Linked DNA regions of Rattus norvegicus: region 1 is linked to region 2. A link is a contact called in public Hi-C data. All regions are on one chromosome and are shown on one strand. The core of a region is the stretch at or near the end of the contact, and the rest is flanking DNA. Distances in the headings are between cores, read along the strand shown. Region 1 has its middle 100 kb from the start of Gpbp1. Region 2 has its middle 44 kb from the start of Pgk1l1.

What was found. Hi-C and Micro-C count contacts between places; a contact is called where the count stands out from the background.
Region 1: a Hi-C map of frontal cortex shows a contact between it and region 2, with 2.6 times the contacts expected there. The contact joins two enhancer-like sites. A contact is called at or near these places in 2 of 12 Hi-C or Micro-C datasets (frontal cortex and mammary epithelial cells).

Annotation. Positions count from the first base shown.
Region 1 is chr2:44,719,006-44,723,503 of GRCr8, forward strand. No RefSeq gene overlaps it. Among named protein-coding and RNA genes, the nearest start is that of Gpbp1, 100 kb to the right of the region's middle. Within about 2 kb of position 2,731, at least 19 of the 93 cell types and tissues checked have an H3K27ac peak or open chromatin away from gene starts, as enhancers often do.
Region 2 is chr2:44,441,202-44,446,021 of GRCr8, forward strand. No RefSeq gene overlaps it. Among named protein-coding and RNA genes, the nearest start is that of Pgk1l1, 44 kb to the right of the region's middle. Within about 2 kb of position 1,495, at least 15 of the 93 cell types and tissues checked have an H3K27ac peak or open chromatin away from gene starts, as enhancers often do.

The sequences.
Region 1 (4,498 bases), core at 1,481-3,980, 280 kb after region 2:
TTTTAAGAGCACTATTCTAAATGTTGAGAAATCCAAGGTCAATGGGCTCCCCCTCTGGCGTGGCCCCTCCTACTGTGCCAGCCCACAGCAAAAGGCAAGAGAGCATGCAAGGGAAAGTGAGAGTAAAAATCTGAACTCTCTTCCTCCAACCCTTCTAAAATCCACACCAGTCCATTCCTAAAGACCGAGCCCTTGAGGCCTAAGCACTTCACAGAAGTCACCCTTAGTGCTGCTGCTCTGGAGGGGGCATTTCCAATGCACAATTTTGGGGGAAGCTCATTCTAAAATGAGCATTAGGATTTATGACTATTATTTTTATGTTCTAAATCTTGCTACAAAGTAGCAATTATAAAGAGAGTGTCAAAAGATGTATCCAAAAGTTGCCATCCTTGGAAGCACAAGACCATTTTTATACAAGGATGCATACATCCTTGGGCACAGTTATCACTGTGGTGACTGTCTGCAGTTACATATGAACATGAGAATTCCTCTTCCAAAGCTGCTGCAGGAAACCAGTTCAGCTCATACTTGCATATGCATAATGACAGGCATAGAACTCACAGTGGCTGTGATACAGATCAGATTAGGTGTCATCATCAACAGATGGATGGATAAAGAAAACTCGATACAGACACACACCGGTGACAAAAAATGAAAGCATGATGTTTTCAGGAAAATAGATGCAACTGATAATCTTTATGTCAAGAGAAAAGACCCAGGCTCAGAAAGGCAAACCCCATGTGTTTGCTTACATGAAGAACCCGTGCATGCGTGTGTATGTGTGCGTGCGTGCATGCGCACGTGCGTCATGAAAGGGAAAGGTGATGGTAAAAAGGAGAGGAAGAGATCTTTAGGGAGGTAGGGAGATAGGATAACGGAACACATTCAAAGAAGACAACATAGTCTGACTGTGGAAAGAAAAGGAATGAGCTAGAGAGGCAGGGGTGGTGTGGACCCAGGAAATGGGAGGGAGTACGGGAGAGGAACAAAGAGGAAAAGTGTAGCACATATACAAAAATACCATAAAGATGGGCTGACCAGCTCAGCTGCCTCCCAGGCCCCGCTCCTGGGCGCCAAGATGGCCCACCCCAACATCTACCAATGAATTGCAGGAATGCGTGAAGAGGCCAGTCATACAGATCCAAACCTACAGGATCTCCATGACACAGGGCAACAACAGAATGCCTAAGAGGAGTCTCAGTAAGAATTGATTGAGTAGCAGAAGTCAGAGGCCTTGGACCAGACCAATGAGTCACTGCAATGAACATTTGTAAGCAAAGAAGTGGACTAAAGGCTATACCATGGGACACAGTGTGACACAATACAGCTTCCACAATGAGTTTTTTTTCCTCTGTTGGAGGAAGGTTGCAAGGGTGGAAGGTAGGTACAGGGGAGGGGGAGATGAATGGGAGTGGGCTGCATGATATGAAATTTACAAAGAACCAATAAAAGGATAAAATTGGAAGAATTGTCCTGTGGAAGAGTTAGGGCGAGGATTGAAGGATCTGAAAGGGAGGGCAACCCCACAGGAAGACCAACAGCATCAACTAACCCGGACCCCTGGGAGCGCGCAGAGACTGAGCCACCAACCGAAGAGCGTACACGAAAAGGAAAGAAAAGAGAAGAAAAGAATGTGATAATGAAACCATTACTTTGTATGCTAACCTGAAAAGGCTAGTTTTAAAAATTCTCTTTAACTAAGACCTACCATGAAGCCATAAATTTCTATGCCAGAAGCAACTGGAAGACTGGCGCTTTCCCAGGCTGTGGCTTGGGTGACAAGGGAAAAGTCTGTGGGACACCCCGTAAATGGAGTGTGAAACTAGTATACCAACTACCCAGCAGTCACCTCCTTCCCACACACAAGCAAGTGCAGCTGCCTCCTCACTGGCTCCTTCACTGCCTCCTCGACACTTCCCTGGCAGCCAGTGGAATGTTTTCATTCCAAAGGCTTCTCCAGAGCTCTGAAGCTGTAGTGCATCGGCGGGAGCTGGGCAGCCCGGACACCCAGAATTCAGGGAACCTGAACTGGAAATCACCCCTGCGAGCTATCCCCACCTTATCCTTGGAGCAAGCTGGCCTGGAGTGGACCTTGAACTTGCCTCAGTTTGCTTCAGAGATTGGGTGCGAGCATACGGACCACTAACAGTCTAGCAATCTGCATCAAAAGCTTGCAGGTGGAATTTCATGCCTAAATTTCCTAAGAGGAAACAACCGAGGTTATTCTCTTAAAGGCTAGCCTTTGCTGTACAGCTCTTATGCACTTAAAAGCATGTCCACCAGCAAACAAACAAGAAAGGGATGTCGTATCCACTGCTTTTTTTATAATTCTGATGTTATAAACAGGGTTGGTTTGGGGATTTGTTTGTTTGTTTTTTCATTTATCTGGTGTACTATTTTTTTAACCCACTTTTCCTAACATCCTGTTGGGCCTACGCTGCTAAGAAAGCCTCTTATATACTTGGGGTTGGGAAAGGGGAGCCGGAAGGGAGGCTGCAGGGAAGATTGTGATGAATTTGAGCAGAAAATGTCTTTGACAAATGAAGCCTCTCTTCCCTTGCCTAATTCTGAAATGCCTCTAGCTTGAAAGTTCTCCATATGCTCATAGCTGTTATTTAGGTACACCACGCAATTTCTAAACAAAGAGCTTCATTCTTGGCCTCCACATACACAGCCTGCAACAGCAAGGCAATGTTCCACTGGATAAATATAGGAGAATCTGGAGCTGAATGAGACCACAGGCCTCTGTATAAAATGCAATTGGCAGTAACAATAGGACAGTATGGATAGTCAGGGCCGATCAGTCAGCCTGGGAGGAAACTTCTGCTCGTTTTCAGAGAGCTCCAACATTCCCATCAGTATTGCTCAGCTAGGGTTGATATAACAACACCTTACACTGAATGGCTTAAATTGCGGAAAGGTAGCCCCACAGTTTTGAGACTAAAGGTCTAAGACCGAGATCTTAGCAAGGGAGATTCCTTCTGAGGCTTTCAGAATCTGTTCTAGTTCTCTTCTGGATTCTGGTGGTTTTCTGACCATTGTTATTGCCTCTGGGCTTCCACCTTGAAATCCACATTTGTGTTCATATACTGCCCTTCTCATGGTGGGTGCTCATATACTGTCCTCCCCATGGGTGGGTATGTGCCTATGTGCACAGTTCCTCTTTCCATCAGCACTAAAACTAAGAGTCTAGGCATAACATGTGGTATCTGCAGAGCCCTTTTTCCAAACAAGCTCATACTCCTCAATACTGGAGATTAGGACTTGAACTTGTGAGGTAGCAGAGAGAGAAAGAGGAGACCCCTAACACTGCCTGCTATAAAACTTTCTAAAAGGGACCGATGATGTGCCTGGTGGGCAAGCATGCTTGCAACCAAGCCTGATAACATTAGTTTGATCCCCAAGATCGTCAGGTGAGAGAGGAAACCCAATCACAGGCTGTCCTCTGTACATGCGTGGGATTAATTAATTAATTAATTAATTAATTAAGCTTTGGCCATCCTGGTAAGTTTTCTGAACCATCATTGATGCCTCCAGAGAAGACCTGAGTCTGGAGTTCTCTGTTAAAATGAGAAAGGAGGGGCTGGGGATTTAGCTCAGTGGTAGAGCGCTTACCTAGGAAGCGCAAGGCCCTGGGTTCGGTCCCCAGCTCCGAAAAAAAAAAAAGAACCAAAAAAAAAAAAAAAAATGAAAAAAAGAGAAAGGAGACCACTCATCATCTCTCCAGTTCTGACCTTTCTGGCCTCTTCTCTCAGAAATTCAATGGCAAAAACCTCACTTCACTGAGAGGCACGCAGTCAGTATTCGTAAATCTCTTCAGCCAGGTTCCTCTACCTGAGCCTCTGAAGGAGGATTCCACAAGCCGAAATGGGGGAAGCAAGAGAGGGCTTTACCAACTAACTCCTTCCGGCTCCTGATCCCCCGCCCCACCCCCGCCCTAACTTCCGTTCCAGACTAACCCAGGATGACCCAGGCTCCTTCCAGCTCTCACCACGATTCCTTCGACTCACTCTCATATCAGAGAAACCACACCACAGATTTTCAACCTGTGGGTCATGACTTCTGGTGGGTTGGCAGACCCTTTCCCAGGAGTCACCTAAGACCCTCGGAAAACGTCTCATAACGTAGCAAAATTAGTTATGAAGTAGCATGGGAAATAATGTTGTGGTTACGAAGTCTCCACCACAGGAGGACTATAACAAAGGTTGACAATCACTGAACCACAGGGTTGTCTTCAGACATGCCAGCTCCCTGATCCAGAAAAGTTCGATTTTACCCAATTTGGATTAGCTATCCCAAGATCGTACTTACTCCAATAGAAGAAAAAGCTTGTGGTCAGTTCAGGGGTACCCTAATGAAAGCCAGTGGACACTTTCCAGGACACATGGGGGTCCTCAAAAAGTTCAGATTTTAAAAGGACAGAATCCTTCATAACTGAGGATGAAAATCAGCTCTGGAACACTGGGGCTTTGACACATGCACAATAGCTTTCGGGGAC
Region 2 (4,820 bases), core at 245-2,744:
ATCCCTAGGGTCTCTTAGTAAAATGACAGAATACCTTAGACCTTGCATGCCTTTTGCTTTAGAATTCAATACTGACCTGAACAAAATCCCACTCATACATTCTGAAAGGAATCATTTGTTCCAATCCCTATGGCACAGTAAAGAACAATCAATGCAGACAATGCGGCTTGCCCACATGATGAGGCTGCCCCTAAAATAGGAATCCCAGAATATCTACTCCTGAGACTGACAGCCGGAAGCATGTCCGTCGCCAGAACTGTTAAAAATTTAGAAAATAAAATCTTTGCTTTCCTCCCCTCCCTAATTCTAAAAGTCTCAACAGCTATTCTGAGACATAATACTATTAGATCAAGTATACTTCGTATACTGACAAGCTTGTGGGACTGTCTTTACTACATTACTTGCCTAGGGTATAATTTTCAGAAGGAAGTTTAGGAGTTTGTGCTGCTCTTTCTGTGCTAGTCAATGCTGGTCCAAACCCCAACCTCTAATTCATAGGCTTCTATTGGCATGTAGAAAGCAGTGACTTGGAAAATCACTTGAACATCTAGGAGTCACAAAGGAGATTACCGTTTGCCACTTTCAGGTCACTGAGATACAACAGCTGCCATTGGCCACCTGAAACTATGGCTCAAGTCCACTTCTCCTGAGCACAGATTAGCTTTGGTTGTTTCCACAGTTTACCCAAAGGAGCTTCCAGTCCCAAGTTGCAGACGCTGAAAAGGAATAAATACAATCTGAACAGCTACAGTTCATTTTGTCCTCTGTTTCTACTCCTTGCCCATCAAAAGTTGCTGATGAGATTCCTAAACCTATCACTTGAGTCAGTTAGCATCCAGCTCAAATGGAAACACTGTGCCACGTTCCCATTGGACCCTTCCATAACTCCCACATAGCTATTTTACCAGATATATCTAATTCAAGGTCCCCCTCTGCATAGCATCAAACAGGTAGAACTGTTGCTACTACCTTATACCACTTACAGGACTCTAGCTTTGTGACTCCTGCTCAACCCTGAAAACCTCTACATCAAATCAGGTCACATCCGTACCTTCAGCATTCAATGTTACCTCCCAAACCCAAGGAAGTCAAGCAGATGCTTGGGATACACAAGATAAGGATTTGTACATCTTTAGCAATGGTTGTTTGTCCTTGGTTTTTTTTTTTAAAAGGAATGCTTTGTCAGATCACATGCCTGGCAAACTAAAGTACCACAAAGGAATGGAGGTAATACATTCTGGCCTTTAAAAGCTTAGGAAGACGTGCTTACAAGAAATCAGTCACAGGAAAACTCAGTCCTTGAAGATTTCTAAGTGGTATTGTTATTTCTAGCATCTAACAACATACATTAAAACCCTTCTGAAGCCCATTAAAAGAGGGTGGCAGGCTAGCCCCTCCCTACACCATCTCATTCCCTCTTCATGTAATTGCTCTGGTTGTTCACAGAGGCTGAGGGGGAGCAAGGTGATGATCTGTTGTGCGAGCAGCCCACCACCCTCTAGCACCAGGTGCTTAAAGTATGTAAGTCCTCACGTACTTCTCACAGGTAAGTATCTGCCCCCTCCGCCCCTGCACCACTCTTCCCACGAAACCAGGGGCAGAAGCCTGAGAAGGAAATAGGTATACTTCCTGAAACAGAGCAGGGCTTGATGTTTTGAGTTTCTGAAGAAGAAAAAAAAGAAGTCTTAAGAAGCTAGAAATCTGGGAGCTTCCTAAGAATTTGACACTTGATTTCTATACCGTATTTTGACTACTATTTTAAATAGAGGAGTAACTATCCAGGTAGGTTTTCATGGAATCCTGCAGCTAAAGAAGACAAAAGGTATCCAGTCATCTGTGATTAAAGGAGGGATCGGGCCTGAGTCTACTGCATCTTCTCTATTTACTGTTTATATAAGAAAGCATGCCCCTGTCTCACAGCTGAAGCCAGAAATAGCCTTTATATTACCACCTCTCCATGGTTACCAGGCTGCAGGGCAATCCACCCACTTGTGCGTCACACAGACTGCGGGTTCCACAACCAAGTCAGCGTCAGCATTTCGCTGGTACCCTAAGGAGCAGATCTGTGAAGAGAAAGGGGGAAGGGTACGGTCCTCCCACATCAGGCTAAGTCCCTTGCCAAGTCTCCAGCCTGCTCAATGCTTTCTTCCTACTTGTTGCCTACTTCGTCATCTCTGTTTTAAGCTCTGAAGCCCGTGAACCTGTCCATTGCCTTTCACAGCCAAAGCCTTCCAGAAGCACCTTTCAAAAAATAATAATAACTGTATCTCTCACAGTACATCAGAGCTGGGGAATTTCAATCTTGTCAGCTTTAACTGAAAAGTAGGAAGCAAAGCATGAAGGGGAGTCTCCCACGGCAAATACAGCAAAAGCAAGCGTTAGGTGTGATGAGGGGGTGCTCTGGAGTTGTGAAAATGGAATTTCATTGCTGAGATTATCTTGCAATAAGAGGAATTACCCATGCATTCATGACGCCATTACACAAATGCTCTGCTATGACAAAATATGCTCAAAGCCCCCATACTACCATGTGCACAAGGTATAAAATGCACTAGAAAACAGGACCACTGTGCTTACCAGACAATGGACTCCTGAAGCTGAGGAGATCATTCAGTGCATAAAAGAGAATTTGTTATGCAAATGCAAGGATCTGACTTTGAATCCCCAGCACCCACATAAAAAGGAACACCTACTTGCCCCAGTAAGACCAGCATTTGATGGTAGGGATAAGTGTGATGGTTTGAATAAAAATGACTTCCAAAGACTCATATAAACTGGAATGCTTGATCAATAGGGAGTGTCATTATTAGGAAGTATGACCTTGTTGGAGTGGGTGTGGCCTCGTTGGAGGAAGTAAGTCAATGGTGTTGGGCTTTGACTGAAAGTTCAGTTTCAAATGTTCAATCCAGGCCCAGGGACTCTGTCTTCCTCCTGCCTACAGATCCAGATGCTGCCTCACAGGTCATTCTCCAGAGCCGTGTCTGCCTACGTGATGCCACACACCCTGCCAGGACAATAATAGACTAAACCTACAAGCTATAAGCCAGCCTCATTTGAATTCTTTCTGTTATAAGAGTTGTAGTGGCCATAGTGTCTCTTTCCAGCATTGTTACTGACTAAGACAACGAGCGAGTTCTTAGAACTTTCTGGTCGCGAGTTCTTAGAACTTTCTGGTCAGTTAGCCTAGCTAAAGTGCAAGTTTTGAGTTCGTTGAGAGGTCCCATTCCAAAAGAATAAAATTTAGAGTGATAAATGAAGACACTGGACATCCTTGGGCTCCATGGATACATAAACATATGTACAAGTGTGTAAGCCCACACATAGATACATACTGGTATCATACACATACATAGGTAACACATAGATACCACATAGATACCACATAGATACCACAAAGACACACATGCACACAGAGACTCATTTTATTTTTTAAAAAAGTTTTTTCTATTTCAAACTTTCTGAAATTTTAGACTTATATGCTTGATTGTAATTTAAACTTTATTCTTTATGGTGAGCATTCCATAAGACCATTTGCACTTGAAAGATAACACTTGTCCACTTTTCTAAGTCACTTAAATTGATTCCTTAAATTTTCCCTTTTCTTTGTTTCAAGTCCTCTTTAAATTCCAATTCTATAAATTATAAGCAAGATTAATTGATCTCATAGACTTTTATTATTTCTCCATTTTTGTGCTATCTTCCAACACTGAATTGCCTGACTCACAATAATTTTTTAGTTAAAAGTGTTCTCTCCTATTACATATTACTTCTTATAATCTACTGTTCTGACTCCATAGATACAATATCTTATTTTATGGGTCTATAGGACAACAGTAATTGAAAATTAAGCATGTTTTCCTGTTTTCTTCCTACTTATATTCTGATACAGAGTCTCACAGCACAGCACAGGCTGCTCTTTATCTCACGGTCCTTCTGAATGCTGGGATTATATGTGAGGGCTATTGTTCCTTGTGGTTTATTTGCTTTGTACTTTGACAATTTCTCTTCTATTATTACTATCTTACTGTCCATATTTCAGCTCTGGTTATTCAAGAGCCAGACTCTGATTCCTCCTTTCAAAGCTTTCTTCTGGTATGTTTATGTTGACTTTATTCTTGGAGATTGGCAAGTTCTGAGTCAGTTGGCCTTGTTGGGTATCACATGCGTCCTTGGCCTCTTCCTTTTCCTTGGCTTGTTCCCCAACTTCATTATGCATCTGCAGTAAGAATGTTTCTTTTATAAACTACCTGCACCCAAACTATTGCCTCAGAATCTGTTTCTAAAAGAGCTGATCCTGCAAAACAAACAAAGCCTTTAAAACCAATACAAAAAGGTCCCTCATAGTTTAAAATCATTCCATACCAATCTCTAGTCATGCTGTCACTATAATTGGTACTTAGGTAAATACATGGATATTTCACAATACATGTTAAGAAATAATAGACTATTTCAACAAAGGAGATGAGAAATAATTTTCTCTTTTATGTAGAGATTTTGATATTGATGCATAAAACAGGACAGGGATTTCCTCGTGAGTCTCAAAAATTATGTGTGTCCAAAGAGAAGATGTCATATAAATCTGTTAAAATCTAATTTGTGAATACATAAAAAATCAGAAAATGCATTAAGTAAAAATTTGACAGGCAGAAATAAATCCTGAACTATTTAAATAACATTTTAAAACTAAAATTCCTCCCTTCCTAAAAATGTCATAACATTGAACACTGTCAAATATATAAATTCCTAAATTTGAAATTTCTAAGAATTTTTGTAAAATGCACCTCTTAAAATCTGACTATTGTAAAACACACACACACACA